2 separate regions of the Mus musculus genome follow, and region 2 is linked to region 1. Evidence: chromatin contacts called from public Hi-C data. All regions are on one chromosome and are shown on one strand. Each heading gives the region's core, a stretch centred on a gene start, on an enhancer-like site or on the middle of the called end of the contact. The rest is flanking DNA. Distances are from core to core; before and after follow the strand shown.

Region 1 (4,888 bases), core at 1,553-4,052:
CAAGTGGACCACTGTGGTCATGAGCTCACGGCAGCTGTGGCTGCCTGCACAGGACCAAGCCAGTCAACACTCCATAGTGGAGTGGGAGATGGGCATCTGAGACCCCACCCCCAGCCGAGGACCTATGAGTAGATCTCCCTCTCTCATGGTTTCTGGGGGAGGGAGAGCCAGTTTTAAGGGAGGGAGAGCCAGTTTTCTTTAAGGATATAGCCCAACAGGGCTGTCCACACTCCAGTGGATTGCTCCTACCCGTGAGTATACAGGCTGCCAAAATTGGATTCTGGTGGCTTAAAAGAGGGAGACAGAGTGGGAGTGGGATTAAAGGTTAGAAAAAGAGGAGCAGTTGGGGAGGGGTCTGTGTGTAAATAAGGTCAAAATGCAGTATATATGTGTATGAAATTATCAACAGATCAATAAAAATTAAAAAATTAAAAATTAAAAAATTTGTAAATTAAAATATACCCTAAATCAAGAATACAAACAAAGAAGTGACAAACCCTCATGACTTCATGCAAAGAGAGACATTTTGCAACAGACTGACTCCAATCCTTCTTGCCTGGGGTGGTCTGCAGCTTTTGATCTTCATCTTCCAAACTGCTGCATGCTGGGATTGCGTTCATGCCCCACCATGCCTAGCTGACTGTCCTTCTATTTCGTCATCATCAGATTCATTTTTATTATTTAAGACAATATCTTACTACACAGCACTGGCTGACCTGGAACCTCCAAACCACCCATGTAGACAGACTAGACTTGCCTGAACTCACAGAGATCCTCCTGCCTCTATCTTCTGAGTACTGGGCCTAAAGTCATGTGCCACAATGCCAGGCTAATCTATCCCACTCAGATATAGTCTCTTTAGATAATACTGAATTATATAATATGAATATCTTACCCATTTAGGCTAAGTTTTTGTCCTATAACCCAAAGCTGGCCCCAGGTGGTTTTGATTCTCTGTGAACCAACTCCACGCACAAACCCTTAGCAATCTCTTTATTCTCTCCCACTGAATAAAATCCAGATTCTCCTGGGTGCCTTTGTCATACACTATGGGGACAGCTCAAGCCCTTAGCTGGCGAGAAAATAGACACTGCCTTCTTAGCTGATTCTATGAGGTGCACAAGATAAAGACGCTGCAAAAAGGCACCCTGGCCCTGAAGGAGTTTGAGGTATGGTTTGCTGAGTGGTGACAGCACAGTGCATGCTCCCTTTGTCACATAATTCCTCGTCACTCAGGGTCATGAGTCCCCCTCACTTCTGTGCAAAGCCTTGTCACAACCAGCAGTGGGTAGCCTGCATGCTCCAGGCCGCCATGCCCCAGGACTGTACGGAAAAGCCTCCATTTCTCTGTAATTGGCTCCTGTCTCTTCAGGATGATGGTCTATCAGCTTCCTTCCATTTCAAGAGGACTGACTGGAGGGCTCTGACAGGCCTGGTGTCAACAGTTGCGTGCTGCTGTGGTTAGCCATCTTCACGTTTCCTTGTGTGAATGTTGAACCTAAGCTGCAGGAAGCAGAACCGTGGCCTTCTCAGGAAATGTTTACATGTGTTCTTCAGGAAGGATTTTCCTTTCCACTCAGTGTTGGGAAAACAGGGCAAACAGCTGTGCTTTCTAAGGCCCACATTCCACCATCAGCCTTTCAGATCAGAATAAAGGACTTTTCTTATTGCCACCAGTTTGCCATAACTCAAGACATGTACCCCGTGTGAGGTCTGGAAGAGTCTTTGCTGGATGCGATCACAGGGGTCAGATAAAATGATATGCCCCTCCCACAAGGCCAACGCTAATGTTGACAGGAGGAAGGAAATGGCCCAAAAGTAAATGGAAGAGAAGGAGGAGGGTGAAAGGGGAGAGGGAGGAGGGTGGAATGGATGAGGCATTACTTACAGGGGTGTGGCCAACTTACCAGTGACCACAAGGCTAAAGAAAAATGTCTCTCTGTCCCTCAGAAAACATTAGCTTCTTTCAACCCTGATCAGAATCATGGGGATGGAGACATGACTCAGTGGCGAGGAGCCCTGGCTGCTCTTCCAAAGAGCCCAGGTTCAATTCCCAACCCAGGCATGGTGGTTCACACTCCTATAACTCCAATTCCAGGAGATGTGACGCCCGCTCCTGGCCTCCTTGGGCACTTGTCATGCAGGTGTTTCACAGATATCCATGCAGGCCAAACACCCGTATATACAAAGTAAGTAAATGAATACAATATAAAAAAATAATTTTTAATTGTTGGGACACACTGACATCTCAACAGGGCATATAACCCCTTTAAGTGGAGACCCTGATTGACTGAGGGAGTAGTAGGAAGGAAGAGAATAGCCTTTCTGGTGGTGGTCGGGTCCCTCACCTTTCTGATGGCAGTCGGTACCTCCGCAGCTCCTCCACCCCATATTCATTGACTCTTAAGTGCCAAGTGTGGTCATGCACCGCAGTCACCCACGGACACGGCTAAACTAGACTTCCGATCTCCACCCTAGCACACACCTACCAAACCAAAATTTTTGAAGAGGAGCTAGTTTAAGAGGCGAGGGGGTGTGGCTCAGCATCAGGGGGCTCCCAGATTCTATGCCTCACACCCAAAAGTGAAATCAGAGCTTTTACGTACCTGCTTGGGGGATCCGGTGCGGCACCAGGTCGGGCACCAAACTGTGAAAGTCCTCTGCAGACCCTGTCTCCTTCTCTAGCTGTCCTTGGGTCACAAGGGCAGCAGCTTGGTTAGTCACTCCATGACCTGCCTTGCCACTGCCTAACCTGTACTTCAGGGTGCCTCATAAGAAGTATAAGGAACGGCTGACTCACCCCAAGAACTTTGAAACCTGCAGATATAAGGTGGTGCCAACTCCTCACTGTACTTACCGGCACACCACAGAGAGCGCTCTTTGAGGACGTCTCAGCCACAGCTTCGCTGCCCACATGTCTGTCTTCCGTGACCTAAGTGACTGACCCCATAGCTCCTTGCTATATGAGAATCACAGAGCAAAGCATTTCCTCCGTAGCCTTTCTTCCTGGGATCTGCCCAGAACCTAGTGTTGAGTTTAATGCCGTGGACCTTAAACACTCCTCAGAGAACTAGCAGCAGTCAGCACACCACGCCTTTGCCAGGCGGCCAAAAGTCTCGGCGGGGCCAGTGGCTTTTATCCTGCAGATACCGAATTTCACATCTATCAATATTATCAGCTGGAGTGTTGTCGTTTTTATAAATGAGAACTGACTGCCCATAAATCATTCTCTGAGCAGGCCATTGTCAGGAGAAAGTGGCCATTCAGTTTACAAGCTAGCCAGACAGGTGTGCTAGTCACAAAGTCAGCAGATCTGGCAGGGAGAGAGAGCTCTCTTGTTCCTTCACTCCTGCAGAACACACACGGCTGGGACAGAGGCCATCGCCAGCAATCCCTGGCCTCTGCCTGTGATTTCCTCAATGTTCAGAGCCACAGCACGGAAGCCGCTCATGGCTGCAGCAGTGGTTCTCAACCTTCCTAATGTGGTGACCCTATTTAATAGGGTTCCTCATGTTGTGGGAACATTCTTTTTATTGCTACTTCATAACTGCAACTTTGCTATTGTTAGGACCTGTAATGTAAATTCCTGTGGTGCCTTCCAAAGGTCTGGCGGGGTGGGGGGGTGGGGGGGTCATGACCCACAGGTTGAGAACCTCTGGTTTAGAGGCTGAGGACATGCAGGGTGGAATCTTCCCTCAGCCCTCCTACCTCACTCCCTCTAACCCCATAACTGACATATCACTGGGATCTAGTTCAGATTTTCAAGTTGAGATGAAGTTTCATGACTGAAAAGACAATATAGATCCAGGTGTTGAGTACTTAGAATGGGTAAACTACTAGGATGTCTGTGAAATCCCTAGTTTGTCTCTCTCTCTCTCTCTCTCTCTCTCTCTCCCTCCCTTCCTTCCTTCCTTCTTTCTTTCTTTACTTTCTTTTCTTTCTTTCTCTCTCTCTCCCTTCCTTGCTTCCTTTCTCTTTTTGAGACAGAGTTTCTTCACGTAGCTCTGGCTGTCCTGGAACTTGCTCTGTAGACCAGGCTGGCCTTGAACTCAAAGATTCAGCTGCCTCTGCTTCCCGGGTGCTGGGACTAAAGGTGTGCGTCACCACTGCCCAGCTTTTCAGTCTCAGTTTCCTGATTCAGAAGGTCTGGCTGGCGCCTTAGACCGTATTTTGTAGAAGCTCGCGGGAGATGTTTGTGCTGATCCGAGGACCACATGTTGAGAAGCCCTGCTTTGTCTGTGATACTCACCAGAATTGCAATGTCACAGTTCAGACTTATCCCTGAGCAGACCTGACCTTCCCACTCCAACACTTCCACGTCTTCTCCTGGATCCAGGCTCTCTGGGGTCTGTCCTCCATACCCAGGTCTCTGCCTGGAGAAACCTGACAGTCATTTTCGTCCATTACTCTGTCTAAGGGAGCAGAGGAGGGACAATCCCATCGCAATCGAGTTGGGAACGGCTGCTGTCCAAGCAGCAGTCTCTCTTGGGAGCGTATGGGTGGCATACCTGGCTGTGTACCTCCATGGGGTGGGTCACCATTTCTTCTGTCTTCATATCCGACAAGCTCGTGTTCTTGGTATCCAAAGCAACCAAACCCGAGTCTCCTCAGACACACGTGGCTTTAAGAAAAACGTGCAACAGTCGCATTCAAGAAAAAGAGCGTGTCATCCAGACCAGAGCTCTGGTGGGCCGGTGCTGTGCTGTCTAGGAGAAATACGGAGTCACAGGTCGTATCCCCTCTTCAGCCATTCACCCTTTACCTTGTATCATCTCCCACAGTCTGTCTTTGGCAAGGAGCCTGGGCCTTTGTGAGCCTTCACCCTCATTTCATGTCCCCACCCCCACCCCACCCCGCCCCCAGTCACTTTTCTTTGTCCTCAAAGCAA
Region 2 (4,888 bases), core at 1,565-4,064, 250 kb before region 1:
CTTTTTCTTGTGATAGTGTGGTGATTTGAGTCTGCTTGGCCCATGGGAAGTGGCACTATCAGGAGGTGTGGCCTTGTTGGAGGAGGTGTGGCCTTGTTGGAGGAGGTGTGGCCTTGTTGGAGGAGGTGTGGCCTTGTTGGAGGAGGTGTGGCCTTGTTGGAGGAGGTGCCTTACTGTGGGAATGGGCTTTGGTGACCTATGTTTAAGCTCTGCCTAGGACAGAATAGAGTTCCCTTCTAGCTGCCTTTTGGATCAAGATGTAGATAGAACTCTCAGCTCTTTCTCCAGCACCAAATCTACCTGCATGCTGCCATATTTCCCACCAGGAAGATGATGAACTAAACCTCTGAAACTGTAAGCCAGCCCTAACTGAATGTTGTCCTTTAAGAAAGTTGCTTTGGGGATTGTGTCTCTTCACAGCCATGAAACTCTACGATAGGTGAAGACTCGGATTGGTCAGATAGCGTTCTCAAAAATCCCACCTCCCACAGGTCTGCTGTGCATTGGCTACCTGGCCATGACTAGACTCATTTAGCCATTCTTACATCAAATAGCCCTAGCCTGAAACTGTGGAAAGCACTGGTCCTGAGGTACCAGTCTCTGGGACACCACTCAGCATAGGATAACAAGTGGTTTGTATCCCAGGCTGTGCTCAGACCTGGCGGTTGACAAGTTCAGCTTCAGTGGGACAAACAGCAAGCTGACATTCTGGAAGACAGACTGTTCCCCCAGGAGGTTCAAAGGCCAGAGGAGATACGTGAGGCCTGTCCTTAGAGTGGTGCCAGGGCTTCTTTCTCTTTAAGGCAGAGCTTGCGTATCCACTTATTTGTTAGTGTTACTTGGAGTGTGTAAGAATGTCCATCTTGAATACGCTGATCTGACTGTATTCTCCCCTCCACCCCGCTGTGCCCAGATGGAGCAAGAAGGTCCTGATCTTTGCCCTGCTGGCCAGCATGTGCCCTTGTGGGACTGCCTCCCTGTGCTTCCTCAGCTCCACACTCTTGGCTCCTGCCCCTGGCAATTCTCCTCACTCCCCCACAGCCCGGCCTGGCAGGGATTCTCCTCTTTCTACCTGCCTAAGGTCAGGAGTGCCGGTGTCTCTCAGGGTACTCTGTGTATCCACACTGCATGGCTCATAGTTGCCATTGCACATCTAGATAACCCTGAGCCTTCCTTCCCTTCATCATCAGAGCCTGGCCTAGTGTTTAGGCTTTCCGTAAGCCTGGCTTCTGAGGGAAGGCCACCAGACCACAGCCGCTGGATAGGCGGGAGTTAGATGAGGTATGGATGTTGGGGGTGGGTGTAGCTAGAGGCTGACTCTGTGTGAGGTACCCCACACCCTAACCCCACCTTCCTCTCATCAAGGACGTTGGGGGTGGGTGTAGCTAGAGGCTGACTCTGTGTGAGGTACCCCACACCCTAACCCCACCTTCCTCTCATCAAGGACTCATCTTCCCACCGTGCAGGTCCAGGGGACTTACAGAGTCAAGCAGCCCAGACTGCCTATGCTCTATGAGGCTTCAAATCTTCTCTCTTCCCACACTGCAGATCTAGCCTAAAGCTTGTTATGGCTCAGAACACATCTGCTCCCCAAAAGCATCCCAGACACACAGGCAAGGCAGCATTTCCCTTGGAGAGAGGGTGTTGGGAGTTCTGGATCTCTGGTGCCTTCTAAGGTACAGAGATCTTTGCAAGACACAAACACCCTCCCTGTCTCCAGCAGTGGATCATTCTCATAGAAGCAATCTGACCATGGAACTGATTCCTACCGGAAGGATTGCTCAGCGTGACCGTCAAGTCACCATTGACTGGGGGCCAGGACTTTTTCCTCTGCAGGTGAGCTTAGAGCCAAGAACCGGCCACATCCCTGGTCGCCCAGAGCCACAGGTCTGACCAGTCCCTTTCTCCACAGCAGAGAGACATAAACTCACACACTGATCGTTCAGTGAGAAACACTGGGACAGAGCACAGCCAGGACTCCCGGGAGGACCTATGAGCTGGGCCCCCAAGGCTGACAAGGGAAGGTCTGTTATGTGGGATGTCTCCCTGGGGACTTCCTCTCTGGCTGTCAGTAGAGCTGGTTCCATCTATGCATTTAACCCCCCTTTTCATTCATAAGGACATCCCGGACCACTCTCCTTCCACAGAGCAGAACTCCGAGCAAATAGGGAGGAAATGTCTGCTTTTTGCTGAGATGGATTCTATCTACATCTCCTCTGCATGCAACATCCGCAGCAAAAGCACTCTATGTTTTTAATAGAGAAACTGGCATGGGGTCTCATATCTCTAATCCCCTAGCCCTTGGCAGACTGAGGCTGGGGCATCATGAGTTTGAGGCCAGTCTGGGCTACATAGTATGGCCCTGTTTCAAAAAAGAGAGGCAAAATTAAAAACTTAACTGGGCTCACAAGCCCCAGAGTCCTGAGGGCACTCTGGGCCCTGGGTGTGTGCACCTACCCAACAGCGTAGGGTACCTGTGAAGGGGCACAGCGGGCCACACACCGGCACAGGCCTTGCAGATGGGGTGCTCACTGCAGAAGACCCTCCTCTTCAGAATGGGAGTCACTAAGGAAGTTGAAAAGAAGCCAGGTGTATCTTGTAAGCCACCCTCACCCATGCCCAGTAGCAGGTCTTACCTAGCCTCTCTGATTCCTCGTATGCCCCTCACAAAGTTCCCTTCTAACAAGTCTGCCAGCTGAGCTGCTTAGGAGCGCTTGATTCCCCATGGACCCTACCTGCCGAAGTCTCCAGGAGCCAGGCCTGCAGTTTCACATGGCGGCCACTGGGTGTCACTGTTGAAAAGTCGTCCTGAAACCTGCCTTGACCACTCATCGGCTCCCTTGTCTTTAATGCTAGCCTTCTCAGGCATCCATGCAGCTGCAGACACTGGGCAGGACTCGAATCTTGAGGGTCTTCAAAGATGAACCGTACATGGTTTGAAGGCCATTCCTCCACAAGAAGTCTTACTTCTCTGGATTTAAGCAATGTTTTGTGCCTGTTAGATGTTTCTGCTTTCAAAGGAAACTGTTGATTGCCCTGGGCTTCCTAGGCAGAGACCATTACCTCTATCCCAGCTGGCTGCTCTACAAAGTGGGGGCTGTGGCCGACTTAGCTAAACTCACCAGAAAAACAATCTCGGGTGCCACCCCTTCTTTGAGAAAATGGGTCCCTTCCCGCCATGTGCTGGAAGATCTTTTTACACCCGTCTGAAAGTTCTTGAAATAAAAATTTCACCCTGCTACCGCTCATGACAGAATTATTGTCCCAGATTAGTGGATTTTATTTGTTTGCTTATTTGAGACCATGTAGCCTTGGCTGTCCTGAACTCACAGATTCACCTGTCTCTGCCTCCTTGGTGCTGGGATTAAAGGTCTCCATACCTTTTAGCAGTCATGCCAGAAGATCCCTTCATAGATGTTTGTGAGCCACCATGTAGTTGCTGGGAATTGAACTCAGGACCTCCGGAAGAGCAGTCAGTGCTCTTAACTGCTGAGCCATCTCTCCAGCCCCCCACTTTTTAAGCAGCAAGAGGTATTGAACATGCAGGAGGGTGACAGAGTTGCAGTCCCTAAAACATTTAAAGATGATGATAAAAACCCTCAAATCTGTGGTTGCGGGCCCTTACAGAGCAAAGGGGGTTTTAGTGGTATAATTAGGTTAGGGACCTTAAAGGGATGGTCAGCCAGGAGTGTGAGGCAGCAGTATTTATATAATTTACAATGAGCCTGAAGAGCATGTGTGTGTGGTGTGTGTGTGTGTGTGTGTGTGTGGTGTGTGTGGAGTGTGTGTGTGTGAGTGTGCTCGTGTGAGTTTCTATTGCAGTGAAATTCCTCTTTGTCTGAGTTGTTTGGTATTTGCTTCAGGGAAAGGAGGCAGTACACTCAAAATTCGCGCACACACACACACTAATAATATTGTGTGAAATTACTTTGGGTCATAAATTAATTTCATGTGTAGACCCGGGTTTGATGCTTTGATCTATATTGTCTTTCATCATCTTGGGCAGGGCAGACTCAGGCAGGGACAGTGGGTGCCACTCCTACAGTAGAAAACTGTCCAGGAGGTGACAATGAGACTGTTGCGTGCACAGCATTTGCTGTGTGCGGCATGTACGATACCTGAGATTTCATCTCACCCTGGCAAGTTACCCAATAGGAATCAGGCATTCGTACCACTTTAAAGGTGGGGAAGTGAGGCAAGCTCTAACTCCCCAAGGTCAGATTGTCAGCGTCACCCTGGAGGGTGGAAGCTATCCTGTCACCCAGCTCCTGCTGTTCAGAGGGTAAATGTTTGCATCTTATAGCCTGTCTGTAAGGCAAGAAAGTCCAGCGGCTCCAAGCTTCCATTCTACCCGATCCAGGCAACCTGGTGGCTTCCTTGTGTCCTTCCCACAGCAAGAGAACACAACTGGAACAGCTGTGAACCTCACACCCTGCTTTTCCTACAATTCTGGCAGCCAGAGGTTCAAAGCCTTTCTCTTGGAGAGCCTAGGGGAAAGTTTTCTGTTTCCTGCAGAGGATTTAAGTGGGCTCCAGAGTTTCTGTACGTGCTTTTGGCTTACTCATGTTCTGTCTTGCTTTCCTGTGGATGCCAGTGGCTGTCAAGGCCTCTTGGATAATTTGGATCCCATTCCAGTCTCCAATCCTTACCTTGTCACATCTGCAAAGTCCTCCCTTGTTGCTATGTGAGGTAACATTTGAAGCTCCGGGGATCGGAACCTAGAGGATAGGTGGGGAATTTCATTATTTATCTCACTACCCCAACATCCCAGGGATCCACTGTGGGGTGCCACGGGGCAACATGCTAAGTGAGCTTGGAAATACGAACCTCAAACACCATTTGTGGAGTGTAAGAGATTAAGCTTGTCCCGTTCCTGCCTAATCAACCA

The links. A called contact is a pair of places that touch in the nucleus more often than the background predicts.
Region 2: a contact with region 1 is called in a Hi-C map of pancreatic cancer cells, with 3 times the contacts expected there. The contact joins two enhancer-like sites. A contact is called at or near these places in 2 of 39 promoter capture datasets (the 3T3-L1 cell line and the C10 cell line), 9 of 15 datasets of contacts at CTCF or cohesin (CD8 T cells, the G1E-ER4 cell line, the NIH/3T3 cell line and 5 more), 212 of 484 Hi-C or Micro-C datasets (3T3-L1-derived adipocytes, the 63-12 cell line, the AML12 cell line and 129 more), 20 of 115 datasets of contacts at active chromatin or transcription factors (PVALB interneurons, T-cell acute lymphoblastic leukemia, astrocytes and 15 more) and 6 of 9 other capture datasets (adipose tissue, embryonic stem cells, embryonic tail and 3 more).

What each region holds. Positions count from the first base shown.
Region 1 is chr5:147,232,804-147,237,691 of GRCm38.p6, forward strand. The region is part of intron 3 of Plut (PDX1 associated lncRNA, upregulator of transcription); the gene reads right to left. It overlaps Gm38750 (a long non-coding RNA gene), which reads right to left. Exons shown (of 3, transcript XR_868709.1): 2 at 4,509-4,706; 3 at 4,075-4,373. Among named protein-coding and RNA genes, the nearest start is that of Gm38750, 3.3 kb to the right of the region's middle. Within about 2 kb of position 2,803, at least 20 of the 459 cell types and tissues checked have an H3K27ac peak or open chromatin away from gene starts, as enhancers often do. A contact at or near this core is called in pancreatic cancer cells, where this site is marked.
Region 2 is chr5:146,980,622-146,985,509 of GRCm38.p6, forward strand. It overlaps the pseudogene Gm46936. Among named protein-coding and RNA genes, the nearest start is that of Mtif3, 19 kb to the left of the region's middle. Within about 2 kb of position 2,815, at least 5 of the 459 cell types and tissues checked have an H3K27ac peak or open chromatin away from gene starts, as enhancers often do. A contact at or near this core is called in pancreatic cancer cells, where this site is marked.